Regions from separate parts of the Hermetia illucens genome. Here region 2 is linked to region 1. The links are chromatin contacts, called in public Hi-C maps. All regions are on one chromosome and are shown on one strand. Each heading gives the region's core, a stretch centred on a gene start, on an enhancer-like site or on the middle of the called end of the contact. The rest is flanking DNA. Distances are from core to core; before and after follow the strand shown. Region 1 holds the start of LOC119651493 (carbohydrate sulfotransferase 1-like). Region 2 holds the start of LOC119652876 (lethal(2) giant larvae protein).

The links. A called contact is a pair of places that touch in the nucleus more often than the background predicts.
Region 2: a Hi-C map of whole body shows a contact between it and region 1, with 2.7 times the contacts expected there. The contact joins the promoter of LOC119652876 here to the promoter of LOC119651493 in region 1. A contact is called at or near these places in 2 of 2 Hi-C or Micro-C datasets (an unstated tissue and whole body).

Annotation. Positions count from the first base shown.
Region 1 is chr3:109,542,484-109,545,633 of iHerIll2.2.curated.20191125, reverse strand. It overlaps LOC119651493 (carbohydrate sulfotransferase 1-like), which reads left to right and starts at 1,642. Exons shown (of 5, transcript XM_038055107.1): 1 at 1,642-2,568; 2 at 2,570-2,970. The coding sequence starts at 2,305.
Region 2 is chr3:110,102,419-110,105,568 of iHerIll2.2.curated.20191125, reverse strand. It overlaps LOC119652876 (lethal(2) giant larvae protein), which reads right to left and starts at 1,654. Exons shown (of 12, transcript XM_038057237.1): 1 at 1,507-1,654.

The DNA.
Region 1 (3,150 bases), core at 393-2,892:
TTGGTTCTCGCATTAACGCAACCTGGATGAAGCGGCGTTCCACAACTGGTGGCCTTTGTGATCGACGTATCTGCGAAAGTCTCAAATTTGTAATTTACTCCGCGATCGATATGGGGTTGCACCGATCGTGGAAAAACTGCGAGTGCGGCGTTTTCGATGTTGTGGTCACAGTTAGATACTAGACAGCTACCTCACTCCCCCTTGCCCCTCAAGGGGGGAAATCAGTGCGAGTACACACGATTTCAAATTGTTTTGCCCTTGAGCATGAGCGAGATGTACCGAAAACCCGATCAGCTGTGTTTGACATACCGCCCGGACTTGCCAATGTATTGGTGGGATTGGCAAGTTTTTGCTTATGTATAAGTAAATACGTGAACCAACTTTTTGCTATATGGGTGAGCACGCCGTAGTACGAGAATAGCAAACGCTCACCGATCTCTCTCTTACCAATACGATTTGACGAAGATTATGCCTTTTCCTTGTTTAGCGTCTCTGATGTGTACAGATAAGCTTCTGCAAGCACATTTGCAAGTGGGGTCATTTTTGTAAGGGTACTGCCTATAGTATATCTACTGTGGTTGTGGTCACGTACTTCACGCTAACGAGAATTAATTTACCAATATTGGTCTGAACATCGAAGTCAATGGTAAGCAACCAAAAGGCCGGCCGAAACAACGGTGGCTTGATACGCTGGATGGGAATTTAAATACCTCGCGATTACATCCGACATTTTTTGAAAAGGTGGGGAGTGCGAGGGGTCGAAAGTGTTCATTTCTTTCACGGACCCATTCTTAGAAACTATTCAACCCAAAAATCGGAAAAAATCAAAGAGCTGCGACTGTATGGCGCCTAGGCTCCGAAATACCTTCCATACCGATACCTGTCCCAATAAAATTAATAATAGTACATTACTATAATTTTTGGTAATTGGCTGGAGACCCTCCTCAAGTTCTTCTTATAAAAACGAAATTTGCTGGTCTCACTTTTGTCATTTAGTACACAAGGAAAGACGGCGGGCGCTAAAAATGGTCATTTCTTTCATCGACCCATTCTCAGAATCTACCCAAACGAAAAATTTAAAAAAAAATCACCAGGTAGCCACTATATGGTGCTTAGGCCCCGAAAAACCTTCTATAATGATGTCTGTTCCAATATCGTTAATAATAGCATATTGGTCTATTTTTTAGTCGTTGACCGCAAAACCCCCTTATGTTCATTCTAGAAGAGCAGTAATATAGAGCATGATCCTACCAAGTTCGCTAGAAAGCGCACCATTATTAACCAAGTTATAATAGGTCAAAGTTGTCTCTTCAGCGCAAATTCTAAGGTTTTGAATATCAATACCACGTAAAAGTGGATATTCTGACATAATATAGGTTTATATATTACGTGCTAGATACCAATGGGACAAATGTTCACTCGAATGTTTTTATATAAGAAATATACAAAATCTTTCATACCTGAAGTGTCCAACTTCTGGTTTCCCGGCTTGTTAATTCTTCGAATTCTTTAGACAGTTCCTTAATACGGGGTGCCATGTTTTGACATTCTTCGGTTTTTTGAGTAAATGATAGTGAGTTTGTTCGCTTTTTGTCTCTAAATGTAAAATGATAGTGAGTTTGTTTGTTTTTTTTGTCTCTAAAATATCTCGAGAACATGTAATTTCGTTTAAAAAAATAAGATACTTCAATTAGATAATCTGTGCCAGAAATAGTCCCTTCAACAATCAAGCACTGACTGACTGGATACAAACTTTTTTGATGTTTATTTCCCAACTTTGCAATAGTCACGCTGTAGTTTCAAACGGAGTCAGGGAATATGGTTAACATTTTCTTTTTCACATATTTATCCATTTTTGTGACACATAACATCTAATACAATTTGCTGTTATATAGAAATATATAGACTCCTACGTAATATGATTTTAATGACTCTAAAAAGTGTTAGAAAGTACTAAACCTTACTATCATTTTATTGGTGTCATGAAGTTGTTGCTTCCGGCAACACCGGTCGTTTGAATGGAAAAGACTGGAAAATGAGATGAGAAATTTGTTGATGAAATTGACGTTTGTCAAAGAAAATGTGTGCATAACTTGGGTTAAATCGCTGAAAGAAAAGTGGTGTAGCCATTGTATTTCATAGCAATTAGAATGGACATTAGTTTATTTGTAGTGGACTGGTAGTGCTAGTGGTTTTACCATGAACTTTAAATAGAAAATCTTCAATTAACTGATAAAGTTAATGATCATAAAATGTTATGGAACTATATCAGAAAAGTGTCCAAGTGATAAAAAATTATGAAAAATGTCGCGGCGTATGAATATGATTGGAATATGTGCCGTCAGCAGTATTTGTGCCCTATTGTTGATAGCTAGTCAGCACCGGATTCCGCTTCCGGATTCCGCTGGCTATTCAACACAGGTTGTTAATGAAACAGCTACAATCGGCGATATTTTGACCCTGCAACGTGCCCGCATTGCAAGGGAGATGGAGAATTTCGACTATCCTTGTGGCCGTTTTGGGGTCGACGCAGAAAAGTTGTCTGACATGACACCTGAGACTGGTGGCAAAGCCCGTTCGAAGTGTTATCATTACCACCTGGCGGTCAGGATCCACATTTCTTGGAGATATTTTGAATGCAATGCCAGGAAATTACTATCACTATGAGCCGCTTTTGAATTTCGATATTGTGCAAATCCGTGGGCCGCCCATGCAAGATGTTGCAGTATTAAATTTGAAAAATCTTTTGAACTGTAACTATACAGATATGCATGATTATCTGGCGTACGGCAAAGATCATCCGTATTTATTTCAACATAATGTACGATTATGGAATCAATGCAGCTCATATCCTCAATACTGTTGGCAACCAAGATTTCTGGAACCATTCTGCCGCCTCTTTCCTCTACAGAGTATGAAAGTCGTACGTATTCGGTTAGCGCTTACTGAAAGCCTACTTAAAGATGAAAGGTAAGTAATAATGGCGTATGCAGCATATATTTTTTGGAAAGCAGAACTATTTGTTAAAATGGACACCAATAGTCCTAACTTGTGTGCGTTTAATTGCCTTTAATTATTGCTCTTCTTAAATCTTAAACTTACAAATTTCACTCAATGTATTGAGAATAAGTACTAAACACAAGGTTCCAA
Region 2 (3,150 bases), core at 405-2,904, 560 kb before region 1:
CAGTTCCTGCTTGATATCCTTGGTGATGGTAGACGAAAAGTTGCAGGATTGCCTCAAATTGACTGAGATAGATTCGGAAAAACGGTACGCGGACGCGAAGCGTCCTCACCTCAATGAATGCAATTGCTGAAGATATTTCCGAGTCGGATTCTACCGGGGAGGGATTTGGAGTCATTAAATATTTCGAGAGTAACGAACCAAGGGGTCCCCCCTACGGTGGGGATGAAATGCGTTAGAAAATACCTTCCCCTGGTGCATTTCGAGTATAAATGTTCTTTTATAGCCAAATTTGTCTAAAATTTATGAGGAATCCAGAAGCTGGGTGCTAGCGGTATAAAAAGTTTTGTGATTTTCTTGTGTTGTGAAGCTAGTTATTACAAAGTGATACTTACATAGCATGATGTCGTGAGAGTACAGTAAATTTCCATGAAAATAAATAGGAATGAGTTGGATTTTCAACAAAATCATAGCTACCTTCCAGTCTTTTAGGCTATATTTTTAACAAAAGAATTTATTAAGTTGTTACATACAATGGCAGTGAACGAACTGACATTCAATATGACGAGAAACTAATATATTTCAAAGTTTTCAATATTCCATTTTGCCCGAATTCGTCATCAAATCGCGGGCACATCAAAAGCGTAACGAATTACAAGTTTCGAATATGGGTCAATTCGAGAGTTTCAACCTTTGATATTCCGAAAACGAAAAGGGATTTCGAAATTGTTTCCTTTTTACTTTCGTCTTATTTTGGGCCATTGTACCAGAATCCATCATCAAATTGGGGGGCGACAGAAACCGTAATCGTGACCATTTTTTTTAAAGGGGCATAGTGTATCGATCTTGGTGCGATTCTAAAGCACCATGTACAAGACATCCGATTTTGTACATAAGATGAGATGAACTAAAATGCTCAAAAGGACCGTATTGCCCACAGAAGTATGCAAGCGTTCAACACCACACTTCAGTAGATCTGCACTTAGATGCTTACATTCACCATGTTTCCCTACCCTATCACCTATCTTCGTCACGTACTGGTGTCCGTTTTACACAGTACGCCCCACACTTGGGCAGGCAATGACAAGCCGTGAGTTCACTGAATCATTGTTTTCTGACGATATCAAATCTTTAGAATTCGGGAGTATTTGCCCCCTTTAACCCTACTTGATGTGACGGGAAAAAGTTCGGACCCTTGCTACTGAATTAAAGTAACTTGACTAGCGTTTTATTAGCAAATGTTTTAACAGACACCCTTTTGTAATTTCGTCCACTCTTGAAGTACCAAGAGAGCGCCAATTAGCAAATGAAATACTCCTCTGGCCACATAAATGTACACTTTTTAATCATCTATTGTGCAGGTATTTCCCATCAAGAATTTAACGCACTCAACAGGTGCAGAGTCGAATCTTTCAACTTTTACGCGATGGGCCACATTTTTAACATTCAATAATTATTATCTTGTTATTGTACATAAACATATGAAATCAAAATTTGCTCCATACTTACTCTATAAACTGTAACTGATAATATTCCAAGAAAACGGCCGCCGACACAATCCTACCGAACCAAATCCCAAACAAAATATTTGTTTTGAGTGACAGCAGCGTAGAGGCAAAAACATGAGGAACTACAATTCACCAATATTAGGTGTGTCTACCGTCAACCTTGTATACACAGTCTAAACAAGAGCTGCGTTCACTCGCGAGCCTCGAGGGGTCGCGACGAGCGCGTTGAAAGTCGTGCCCACAGTTAGATACTAGACAGCTACCACACTCCTCCATGCCCCTCAAGGGCGGAAAAAATCAGCGTGAGTACGCTGATTTCAAGTTGTTTTACCTTTGAGCATGAGAGAGATGTAACGAAAATCCGATCAGCTGTGTTTGATATAACGCCCGGACTTGCCAATGTATTAGTGAGATCGGCAAGTTTTTCGTTATGTATAAAGTGAATACGAGAAACAACTGTTTGCTATATGGATGAGCACGGCAGTAATACCAGAATAGCAAAAGCTCACCGATCTCTCTCTTACCAATGCGATTTAACGAATATTATGCCTTTTCCTTGTTAAGCGTCTCTGATGCGTACGGATAAGTTTCTGCAGCTCATTCGCAAGTCGGGTCATTTAGTGTTGATACTGCTTATAGTAGATCTACTGTGGACGTGCCCTTTGATTTGAAAGCGTTACCTGTCAAAAGGGAATTTTGAGGAAGTGTGTGTATTGTATGCAATGTGATTTAATGGAATATTCTGTTTGTTCCACAGCTGATTTGACATTTTGGCGCCATGTTTTTAAATCACAATGCGAAGGTGATCAAAAACTGACATAACGCTCGCGATCATTGTATACAGACTAGATGAGGTAATATCAAAATGAACGTCGTCAAATTCCCGATGACGTCACTTGGACTGATACAATGTGGAGTGAAATTTAATAAACATCTTATACCTCTATTTATGAATAAAGTCAATATCTATGAAAATCGGTAGAAAAGCCTCAGAGATATTCGATTTCAAAATTTGATTTAGGTGAAATGATCACAGATGTGTTAATACTGCGATAAAAATCAAGTCATGTCTAAAATTTATTGTTAGTAAATCGAATGCTGCATTCAAATAATGGAACACCTCACGTTTAGAAATTTAAAGGAAAGTTAGCAAAGTTCATTGATAATAAAACCAATCAATCACGTTCATATTCAATAAATAACATAAACGTTACATGAGCAGATAAAATTAATAATTTTTCTTTTTTCAGTGGTGCTATCATTCTCAAATTACTTCTGATCTTCATTTCGTTGTTTTTTTTATATGAATTTCCCATTTTCCGAATGTCTCCATTTTGGATGTCGTCTACCTTTTTTATATTTTTTAAACTTCATCTTCAAATTGAATAACAAAAGATGATACAACTTATTGTACCTCTTTTTTTGTTTCCTGAACTTTACTCTTTTGGATCTGCCATTTTCATTACCCTGTTGCCGTAAGTACTGACTCGAAACGGCCTTTAATTTAACTAACTCCTGTTTTGAAATCGATCTTCCAACACTTTTCACAGAGTTTTCTTTACTTTCCGCAAATTGACCCATTTTTCAAAAACGAGAGAATCTCGAAGTGTCATATATCTTTTTTGCATTGATAACTATCACAACC